2 separate regions of the Mus musculus genome follow, and region 1 is linked to region 2. The links are chromatin contacts, called in public HiChIP or PLAC-seq maps. All regions are on one chromosome and are shown on one strand. Each heading gives the region's core, a stretch centred on a gene start, on an enhancer-like site or on the middle of the called end of the contact. The rest is flanking DNA. Distances are from core to core; before and after follow the strand shown. Region 1 overlaps Sipa1l3 (signal-induced proliferation-associated 1 like 3). Region 2 overlaps Sipa1l3 (signal-induced proliferation-associated 1 like 3).

Region 1 (5,254 bases), core at 1,953-4,452, 110 kb before region 2:
GTGACAGTCAGAGTTTAGGACCTGGGTGGCCAAGGGTGCTAAATAACCTATAATGCATGCGATGAGTCCAGCAACAAAAGATTGTTCACCCTAAGTGCCAGCAGGAGCCTGACAGGGAGGGCTATCCTCAGACTTTACCCTGGCTCTCCCTCCTGCTCTGTCCTTGTCCTGCGAGATTTCTTTCCCTAGTGTAGTAAGATGACCATAGACTCTCGAAATGTCTGTAGAAACTTCAGTTCCACAGTGTCAGTCAGCTGGTCTACACAGTGTGAGGCCAAGTACATGACCATGGTCATCTGTCAAGCAAGGTTTGTAGGTTGCAAGTGACAGAAACCAACCTTGGGCCACAATAGGGAGGGCGAAGCAGAGCTGGATGAGTGTGTCCAGTGCTTGTTCAGGCCCTCCTATGCCAGGGAGTGGCGGGAACTCTGCAGCTGGCCTCATGGCTGCGGACACCAGCCTCCCCTACCCTTTCTGCCCTTTTTTGCACTTGGTTTGAGAGCAGTGAGGTGGTGCTGAAAACAGGAGGGTGCCATGAGGATGCCCTAAGTTGGCTTTTTAGTTGAGTTTAGAACAGTACCAAGTACAGAACATGAGGCTAAAGATGTATTAGCTGCCATTATTTTTAATTTTGCTGCTTATGTGATTACCATTGTTTTGTTTGTTTGTTTGTGGGGTATTTTGACAACTTGAAATTGTAATTCTTTTTTTAAAAGATTTATTTTAATTTTATTTTATGAATACACTATAGCTGTATAGATGGTTGTGAGCCTTCATGGGGTTGTTGGGGATTGAATTTTTGGGACCTCTGCCCGCTCTGATCAACTCCGGTCACTCCGGTTGGCCCCGCTCACTCAGTCCCTGCTTGCTCTGGCCATAAGTACACTGTAGCTGTCTTCAGACACACCAGAAGAAGGTGTCAGATCTCATTATGAGTGGTTGCGAGCCACCATGTGGTTGCTGGGCTTTGAACTCAGGACCTTTGGAAGAGCAGCCTTACTCTCATCTCTCCAGCCCAAAATTATAATTCTTGAGCAAGAAATGATTGGTCCAGTTTAAATAAATGTGTCTGTGAACCCTGTGATTGGCAGTCCCCAACCTGTTCTCGACTTCTTGTTGCTGTGATAAAACACTTGTGACCAATATCGACTTGGGGAAGGGGAAGGCTTCTATGGTGTATACTTCTTGATCACAGTTCGTTATTGAGGTAAGTCAGGGCAGGAACTCGAGACAAGAGCTTGAAGCAGAAACCGTAGAGGAACACTGGTCTTGGCTCACTCTGGCTGACTCAGACGTATGCTCAGCTGACGTTTATGACCCAGGCCCATCTGCCTAGGGCTGGTGCAACCCATATTGGCCTGGGCCCATCTGCATTAATAATCAAGGCAGGCTCCCATTGGCATACCCACAAACCAACAGTTACCTGACTGAGCCTTTTTTCCAGGTAACTCTAGCCTGTGTCAAGCTGACAGTTAATACTGACTGAGACACCACTTCACCTCTGAGCTATGGGGAGAGGGGGAACAGCAGTTTCTCTAAACAAAATGGACAGTTGTGAACAGGAGCTGGGACAAGTGTCCTACATGTTCAGTACTTTGACTCAACATGTGGTAGTTTTTCACCCTGGCTATGGCTTGTACTTAGGAGGGACAACAGTTTACTAGACCTCCCCTTCACTGCGCCCCAGTTGTGGAGAAACAGCTGGGAAGTGAGGGGCTAGAAGAGGCCAGGAGCTAAGAGGAGTTCTTGGTCCTGAGGAGGTCATCAGTAAAGGGACAAACACTCAGGGAATGGGAATACTAGTGGGAATATACAGCAAGAGCAGGCACCTAAAAAGAAACAGTTTTATGCCAGATGGTGGTGGCAAGAAACCCAGTTTAAAGTGAGGTCATATCCTGGTGCCCCATGGGCATTTAATAAATAGGACTGCATAATCTCTCAGATGCAGGGTCCTATAGTCCGTCCATTGTGACAGTTAAGGGACCCCATGTTGGAGAACTACACTCTGTTGACTGGGATGTAGAGATGCGACTATGAGGTGCACCTCTGGGCAATGCAGATGCTGATGCAACGGCTTCCTCAGTCACAAGCAGCTGGTGAGGGTGGGGGCTCATAGCCTTGGTAACACTTAGTAGAGTTTCCTTGGTAACAAAGAACATTGTAACCCCGCTTCCTGATACCTGCTACTGTACAGAACCATGAACCCAGAGAGTTTCCCAGCAGCCCTAGGAGGCCTAATGCACAGAGCCTTGGGGAGTTGTGAAGCTTGCTCAGTGCGCAGTAAGTGCAGAGTCGCACTAGGAACATGTCTCTGGTCTCCTGTACCAAAGCCTGGGCTCTTCTTCTCTTTAGTATTTTCTTTATAACAGTTTTATTTTGCCCTGGGTTATGCTTAGTGGAAGAGAAGGTACTTAGGATCTGTGAGGCCCTGGCTTCAGTGCCTAGCAACAACAACAAAAAGAAATTAAAACCACTATTTTAAATGGTTCAGAATTTTAAAATGCAGAGTTGGTCTCTTTTCCATATATAATAGACTTTGCACAGCACCTTTTTGCTTTCATTTTGATACAGGAGCTGAGTTGCCCTGTAGGCTTTGGGCCTGAGATCCTCCTGCCCCAGCCTTCTGATTAGCTCAGGTAATGAATGGGCTCACACCCCTAGGTCCAGCCTGTGAGCTGCTCCTTGTGGATGCGAGCACATATATAAACATGGTAGGTATACCACAGACTATAGAGTAGAGCCATGGGCTGGATTTGGCCCACTGCCTGTTATCCTATGACCTGGTAACTAAGAATAGGCTCTATGTGGGTTTTGTTTTGTTTTGTTTTTATTAGTAGAAAGAAAAATCAGGTCTCATGACACGTCAGATTATGGTTTCAATGTCATAAAGTTTATAGGACCCAGCCATGTTATCTGGTTATGTAGTGTCTGGCTACTTTAAGAGTCATTGCAAGAGTCAGTATGTCCCCCAAGCTTTCAGTATTTTCTCTCTGGCCCTCCCTACTTTCCTTCAGCCTGTGCCCCTCAGAGAAGACTAGCTCTCAGCATTTCTCTAGTCTGCTGCGCGCCTTTCTCCTCCCTGCCTTCTGCCCTCAGGTGGAGCCCAGCTGCAAGCTGTGGGCAACCCAGGGGTGTGGCCGCAGGTGGATCTGTTGGTATCTTCGCTTCCACACTCTGAGCACTGCTGGGGCACCAGCTGCTGGGCAGGCCGCTGGCCGGCAGCCAGCACAGGTTCCAGCCTGCCCACAGGAATCCATGGGCTAGTGGGGGAGGCTGACATTGTCTCTGTTTATTCAGATCTGCACTCACAGCCTTCTCTGACCTGCTCCCGGCCACCCCTGCCTTGTTTTTATTTTTGTGATACTCCAGAGAAAAGATAGATTAGGCTGATCAAAATCAGTTCTATGAATGAGTGTGTACAGACGCCCCAGCAAGAGGGCTCTGCTCTGCTCCCCCTTTCCCTGCCTGCCTGGCCTCTCCACCCCTTTTGCTGTGTAAATAGGAGCAGATAGGCAGATCTGTTTTGGTATGTCCTCCTTTCTATTACAAAAGCCAGCCAATTCAACATCCCATTGGCGCTTGGTCTTTACACTCAAAAGTGCATCCATCTTAGATCTCCCTGTGGCTTCCAGCTGGTACTGAAGGATGGGTAGGCTTTTATTTGCTGGAGGAAGAACACTCTTGCATGAGCAGCATGTGCAGGCAGCAAGGCTTATGGTCAGAGAAGGGGCATGGCCTTGTTTCTGAGAGCACCTAGGTATGTATGGCGTTCTGCTCTGTTTCCTTCTGTGTCCTGCTTTTCTCTGTGTCCAAGTACACATGGCCTTCATTGTAGGTGAGCAAGGGAGGGCCAGGACTGTCCTGGAGAACCTGTAAGCATTTCTCCAGCAAGCTGTTGCCACTGGATGCGATCTGGTGTCTGGAGGATTTCAGTCTTATGCTCTTGTGACCCTGGTCCTCTCTCATCACCCAAAATAGGCTAAGTCCCATCACCTCTCTCTTTCTGTGGGCACTGTCTCAGTGGCAGCCACGGGGTTTTCTGTGCTCGGTTGGCCACAGTCAGGACCCAGGTTGTGATAGCAGTGGATTAGGCTTTCACAGACCTAGGTTGGCCTACGTTTGTTTGTTTGTTTGTTTGTTTGTTTAATCAAAGCTCATGATCAGCAGCTTTGATGAGGGAGGTGGTAGGGCGGCACACTTTTTACCCTGTCATGGGAGAAGCTGAATCTAAGGTCAGCCTGAACCTCACACTGAGACGGAGTCTCAAACAAAACTCCAAGAAACCCAAATAAACAATTTTCGATTCGGGAGCCTGACTGTGTGGGTTCTAATACCCCTCCGATGTGTCCTGCGCTGGGCAGGCTGGTTCTTGGCTCTGGCCACGTGTAAATGAAGGTGGACATAGACCCTGCCTCTTGCTCCTGAGCTCAGGATAAAGTGAGCTAACACTTGGGATGCTCTGAAAATGGGCACACCACATGTTGTGACATTAGCGGATGCCAGCTGTTATTATAATTACTATGATTTCACACGCTCTGCCTTCTGTCTGGAGCTCTGCAGAACTGAAGGCTCAGGGGACCTGATGGCAGCAGTGGCAGTTTCAGAAGTGGTGCCCATCATTAGCAGTAACACTTCACCTTTCCCGAAGGACACAGTCCTGCAGGTGCTTTTCTGTCAAGGTAACTGGAGCGGAGGACTCTGGTCAAACCTGCCAGACTTGACTATGACTCACTGGCTAGATAAGTCACATGACCACCCTTAACTCCAAGGAAGGCCTCGAATGAAGAGTTTTCCCAGCTCTCTGTCCTTGTAGACTATAGATAACACAGTCTGAGGTGTGTCTGGCAGATCATTAGCAAGCACACGAATCTGCTTACCAGTGCATAGCCAGCAGCAGCAGCCTCTGCTGAAGCACCTGGCCTCCAATCTGGAGAGCTGGAAGGAAGCCTGTGAGGGACACACTTGTTCTAGAGCCTCTTGAGCTATGTGTCTGTCTAATCAGGGAAACAATTAAATCTTCTAGATCAAAGACTGGTCCTGGGAACTGGGCCCAGAGCAGTGCAGGGGAAGCTGCAGGACTGGTTTCTTTTCTTGGGGGCAAGTCTGTTTACTTTCTGTCTGATTATCCTATGGACAATCCCACTGGCCCTCAGAGGTCTTCTACTTAACCCTTGTCTCTTGGTTAGACTCCTTTCTGTGGAGATGATTGGTCCCCTTAATCCCGAGGGGAGGGGAGAGGCACCTGGGGGGGGGG
Region 2 (5,448 bases), core at 2,175-4,674:
GGCCCGCCTCCCACAACTCTCTGCCGGCCACCAAATGGACCACCCCTGCCACTCCCGGCCATGCCCAGTCCCTGAGCCGACTCCCGAAGCAGACACCCGTGGTGCCCTTCCGAGAGTCTCAGCCACTGCACAGCAAGAGGTAAGGACGCCCAGGGCACCACTGCTGTCCAGTGTCCCTCACCCTTCTCTCTCTCTCTCTCTCTATCTCTCTCTCTCCAACCCTTGCTCTTGCCCTTTTTCTTCCCTCAGTCATTTTCCTTTTTTTTTTTTTCTTTTTTTGGATTTTTTTTTAAGATTTATTTTATATATGTGAGTACACTGTTGCTGACTTCAGACACACCAGAAGAGGGCATCAGATCCTATTGCAGATGGTTGTGAGCCACCATGTGGGTGCTGGGAATTGAACCCAAGAACTCTAAAAGAGTACCACTGAGCCATCTCTCCAGCCCTCGTTTTTGGATTTTTGAGACAAAGCTTGTCTGTGTAGCCCTGGCTGTCCTGGAACTCACTCTGCAGACCAGGCAGGCCTCGAACTCAGAGATCGACCTGACTCTGCCTCCGGAGTGCTGGGATTAAAGGTGTGTGCCATGCCTGGCCATTTTCCTTTCTTACCCCTCCGTCTCCATCTGCTCTCCCCTTCATTCCTCCCTTCTCTCCCCACTCCTGGGCTGGCCCAAGGGTCCCAGGACAGGGACAGAAAGTTCTCTATATGAGGTTGGAAAAAGGGTTTTTTCCAGGGCCAACAATAGAACCTGCAGGACTAGCTTCTCGGGCTGGCAGTCAACTCAGGGACTTGGATACTGGTATTTAGTGTATACTGTTTTGTGTCTATGGATACTGAGGGTTGAACCTCTGTCCTTTGGCTGGCTGGGCAAATGCTCTCCCATTGAGTACATCCTCAGCTCACTCTCCTTTCTTTAGAACAGGACCTCCCTATGTTATTCAGTCTGTCCTTAAACTGAAAAACCTCCTGCTCCAGACCTCTCAGAGGCCTGCATTACAGCCCTGGACCACCAGGCCCAGCTGAGATACTCACTTGGATACATTATATATTAAGAGATGAAGCATGCTGGGTATGTGGCCCTCAGCCTTGCCCCCATTCTACCAAAAAAAAAAAAAAATATATATATATATATATATATATATATATACACACACATACATACATACATACATACATACATACATACATACATACAGTCAGGCAAGGCGGTGCACACCTTTAATCCCAACACTTGGGAGGCAGAGACAGCTGGATCTCTGTTGTAAGAATTTTGGAATTTTGGTCTCTTTTTAAAAAACACTATTATAAAACTATGTTTTCATTTTATTCCCAGGTGTGGGATATGGGGCTGCTGCAGACAGTAACTGACTATGATTTGCCTCGTGCTCTAGCAGGGGTGTGATTTTTGCCTGCAGCAGATAGTTTCTGCAGTTGTGTGATATTTGGAATTCTGGGAACTCCAAGTATATAGGCCCCAGGTGGTTGGTGGTTGCAGTTTGTTAAGTAGTTGTGTGCAAAGAAGAAACAACAAAAAGGAGAAATCAGATATCCTGATGGTGAAGTTCAAACTTGGCTGTAGTCAGCAGGAAGTAGTCTAAGGGCCATCCCCTCTCTGCCCCCAGCTTTACTAAGGGGCCTCTTTCCTTTCTTCTGTATCCTTTTTTCTTTCTTATCTAGTGTTAAGGAGTTGAAAGGGTGGGAGAAAGGGATGGAAAAGCATGAAAGAAAGAGAAACCCACAGAGTAACAAAGCCAAGCTACGGATCTCAGTGAGTTCAATGCCAGCCTTGTCGAGGTAGTGGGTTCCTAGCCAGCTAGAGCTACATAGTGAGACTCAGTCTCAGAAATAAGTAAGGGAGCTGGAAAGATGACTCTGTGCTTAAAAAAAGCACTTGTTCTTGCCAAGAATCGGGGCTCAGTTCCCAGTACCCACACGGTGGCTCACACCCATTACAACTCCAGTTCCAAGGGACCTGATGCCCTCTGCAGGCATCGGGCACCCATGTGGTACACATATATACATGCAGGCAAAATGGTCATACACAAATAAAAGTAAATGTATCTAAAAAGGTTTTAATTAAAATATATATATATTTAAATTTTCCTTAGATGAAGGGGCAGAAGAACAGTTTTGTTCCCTGGAAAGGACAGAGAATTGTCCCCAGGGGCCCCTGTCCCAGCTGCAAAGCTGGGTGAGGAGCACAGAGGGAGGGGACAGGACTCTCCTGTCTTCCCTCTTCCTTGCATGTAGATCCAAGGGGGGGTAGGCGCCAGAACCTGGCTGGACTTGAAGGGCAGGTGTGTTGTATACCTCCTCCTCCTCCTCCTCAGGGATGCCTCCTTACCCTGCCTCTGTCCCCTCTCCTGTGTCTTTCCAGGCCTGTCAGTTTCCCAGAAACACCTTTTGCAGCATCACCAGCAGGGGCCGACAGAGTCCCTCCCTACCGACAGCCTTCTGGGAGCTTCTCCACCCCAGGCTCTGCCACCTACGCAAGATACAAGCCTTCTCCTGAAAGGTCAGAGTTTCCCTTTGCTTTTGAAATGATGTCATCTGGTGATTGCTGCTGCAGGTTTTTTTTCTTAGGAAAGGCACCTCACTATCTCATCCACCATGTCATGGGGTTTATGGACCTCCCCCCTCCAAGGTCAGAAAACGACCACCAGGGTATTGGCAATGTCTCCTTAAAATTTAGAACAAAGAAACAGAAGAACAAAAATCAGAGCTAAGCTGCTCCGACAGAAGTTGTCGTTGGCTCTTTGTTTGTTTGTTTGTTTGTTTGTTTGCTTTTTGAGCAAAACCATCCTCTCCCCAGCCTCCTCTTCATCTGTCTCTAGTTCCCACACACTAAAACCAGGCCATCAGTATTATCCAGGTCACATGGTCTTTCCAGTTCCATCCCTCCCCCTTAGAGCCAACTCCAACCTGACAGCATCAGCCATCTTCCCTAAATCTCCATGGCTCTCCGGCACCTTTGGAGCAGACCCAGACTGGACAGTAGCCATTCAAGGCCCCATGAATGTGATCCCAGGTCCTCCTGAGTCCCTGTGTCAGTGGCAGTCCCACCCTGTCCCTGTTCTCATCTTGAATCCTTCTCACCCCTGTGCTCAGTCCGCTCAGCCTCCCAGACTCAGTGACCCCGTGTCTCCTCTGGCACGGCTGGCCCTCAGATCTGCCTCTCGCTGTCCCTGACCAAGGGCCCGGAAATGCCACATACTAGCCCACCAGCCACCTCCTTTCAGGTTTCTATGTAGTCTGTTCGCATGCCCCAGCCTTTTCCTCACTGGAAATCCCTAAGGAGAGGCCAGCCTCCTAACCTGAGCTGTGCTCCTCCTGGAAGCCTGACCCAAGCTCTGCCCCTCAGCTCCCTCTGTGGTCCCTGACGTGACTGTGGCCACAAACAATCTCCATTCTCTTAGCCCAGTTAAGAGAGATTTAAAAAAAAAAGGGTGGGGAAGAGGAGATAGAGGACACAGACAGACAAAGGTCAGTTGCAGGGATATGCCACCTATGATAGAGAGAAGCCAGCTACTTAGGCATAGCACATATCCATATGCACAAGTGAGGAGAGCATGAGTTTGCTCCAAGATTGGCAGCTTGTGGGTCTGTTCCACGTCTCCATCACAGGGCACTGGGGCTGACAAAAGGCAAACCACTTGCTTCTAGCCCAGGGACTAATCCAACCAACCTGAGGTTCTTATACAAGGAGGACTGATCCAAGTACACACTCCTGGACCTAACCCTGGGTTTCTGTCCTTGCTGGTAGGCAGTGCCCTTAGAGCCCCACTCTGCGCCATGTTGGATGCTAAGCCTCTGTAAAGTCAAGGGGGAGAGGAAGCCTCTGAAAACTTCTAGAGGCTGCTGTGCAGCCCTCATTAGCACACATCCCAGGGGCTTCTGGTGTGTAAAGTTCTGAGAGGAATGTCTGGCCTACTCAGTGGCCAGGGCTCCTGTTGCTCCTCCTTGCTTGTGCTGAAGAGAGATCCCACAAGCCACATGGCTGAGGAGCACATCAGCGAGGAGGGGAGCACGGTCCCACTCAGGAGGACCATGCCCGGAAGAGGGCATTTGAACCAGGAGGCATTGATGAAAGTTTGTAACAGAGACGAAGGAGCATGAATGAGCTAAATGGCAGGATGTGAGAGAGGCAAAGAAGATTCTAGAATGTGTAGCTTGCTGGGACAACACCTTGGCCTCTGTAAGGACTGAGACTGCAAATGGCAGCAAAAACAAGAGAAGAGGAGAGGAGAGGAGACGAGACGAGACGAGACGAGACGAGACAAAACCCTAAGAGGCAAAAGCAAGAGGGTCAAAAAGTCACAGCTAACTTGGGATACAGAGTAAGTCCAAGGCCAGCCTGGACAACTTAGTGAGACCATGTCTCAAAAATAAAAAGTAAGGGAACGGTTAAGGAAGGCACTGGCTGCTCTTGCAAAGGACCCAGGCTCCGTTCCTGACACCCACATAGCAGCTCACAAATGTCTGTAACTCCAGTTCCAGGGAACCTGATGCCTCCTCTGACCTCCACGGGCACCAGGCACATGTGTGGTATAAATATATACATGCAGGCAAACACTCATTCATAAAATGAAGTTTAAGGGTTTTGTTATTGTTTTGACTTGGGTTGTTGTTTTTTGTTTTTGTTTTTTAAGAGAAGGTGCAGCTGGTTGATAAAGTCGGTTAACCATCTACCCAAATAAAAAATCTTGGGGAGTTTCTAGGTTTGGGCCATTATAAATATTCCGGCTGTGAACATGTAACATGTATGTTCAAGCATACACATTTCCGCATAGAAATAAGTTTCCACTTGCCTGGGATCAGTGCCCAGCACAGTGGCCTGCCATGTGGTAAGTCCGTTTCCCATTCCCACCCGAGGCATATGCGTACTGCAGTCTCTCCGCGGTCTCACTGCCATGTGGCATTGCCACTGGGTTGGTTTTTTTTTTTTTTTCCTTTTTTCATGTTCACTGTTCTGATGGGTGCATAGTGCTGTCTCATTGCCGCCGTAATTTGCATTGCTCTGACGGCCAACGCTGCTGAGCATCTTGTGTGCTGATCTGCCAGCTACGTATCCTCTCCAGTGATGTGTCTGTCTTCTGCCCATTTTCTGCTTCACTCAGTGCTCTGCAGTGTTCGAGAACTCTTTGTATGAGCGGCCTTCGGTTTTTCTTTTCATCTTCTTCATAGGGTCTTTCTCAAAACAAAACATTTTTTTGATGTCTAAACTATCATTCTTTCTCCTAATATAAATCAAACATTTTCCTGTTAGGCATTTTAAGTCCTTGATTTTCTTACCCATCTCCCCTTCATAGTGGAAACTGAGCCACGCCCCCAGGTCCTCACTGAGGGACTCTAGGCAGGGGCTCTACCACTGAGCCACGCCCCCAGGCCCTCACTGGGGGATTCTAGGCAGGGGCTCTACCACTGAACCACGCCCCCAGGCCCTC

The links. HiChIP or PLAC-seq counts read pairs in DNA pulled down with a chosen protein or histone mark.
Region 1: an H3K27ac HiChIP or PLAC-seq map of extraembryonic endoderm stem cells shows a contact between it and region 2. The contact joins two enhancer-like sites. A contact is called at or near these places in 2 of 484 Hi-C or Micro-C datasets (embryonic stem cells and urothelial organoids), 5 of 115 datasets of contacts at active chromatin or transcription factors (embryonic stem cells and extraembryonic endoderm stem cells) and 3 of 9 other capture datasets (adipose tissue, liver and pancreatic islet).

Annotation. Positions count from the first base shown.
Region 1 is chr7:29,469,444-29,474,697 of GRCm38.p6, reverse strand. All of the region lies in intron 2 of Sipa1l3 (signal-induced proliferation-associated 1 like 3), which reads left to right. Among named protein-coding and RNA genes, the nearest start is that of Sipa1l3, 33 kb to the left of the region's middle. Within about 2 kb of position 3,202, at least 39 of the 459 cell types and tissues checked have an H3K27ac peak or open chromatin away from gene starts, as enhancers often do. A contact at or near this core is called in extraembryonic endoderm stem cells, where this site is marked.
Region 2 is chr7:29,361,242-29,366,689 of GRCm38.p6, reverse strand. Sipa1l3 (signal-induced proliferation-associated 1 like 3) reads left to right here. Exons shown (of 23, transcript NM_001081028.1): 12 at 1-139; 13 at 2,382-2,519. Among named protein-coding and RNA genes, the nearest start is that of Dpf1, 56 kb to the right of the region's middle. Within about 2 kb of position 3,424, at least 10 of the 459 cell types and tissues checked have an H3K27ac peak or open chromatin away from gene starts, as enhancers often do. A contact at or near this core is called in extraembryonic endoderm stem cells, where this site is marked.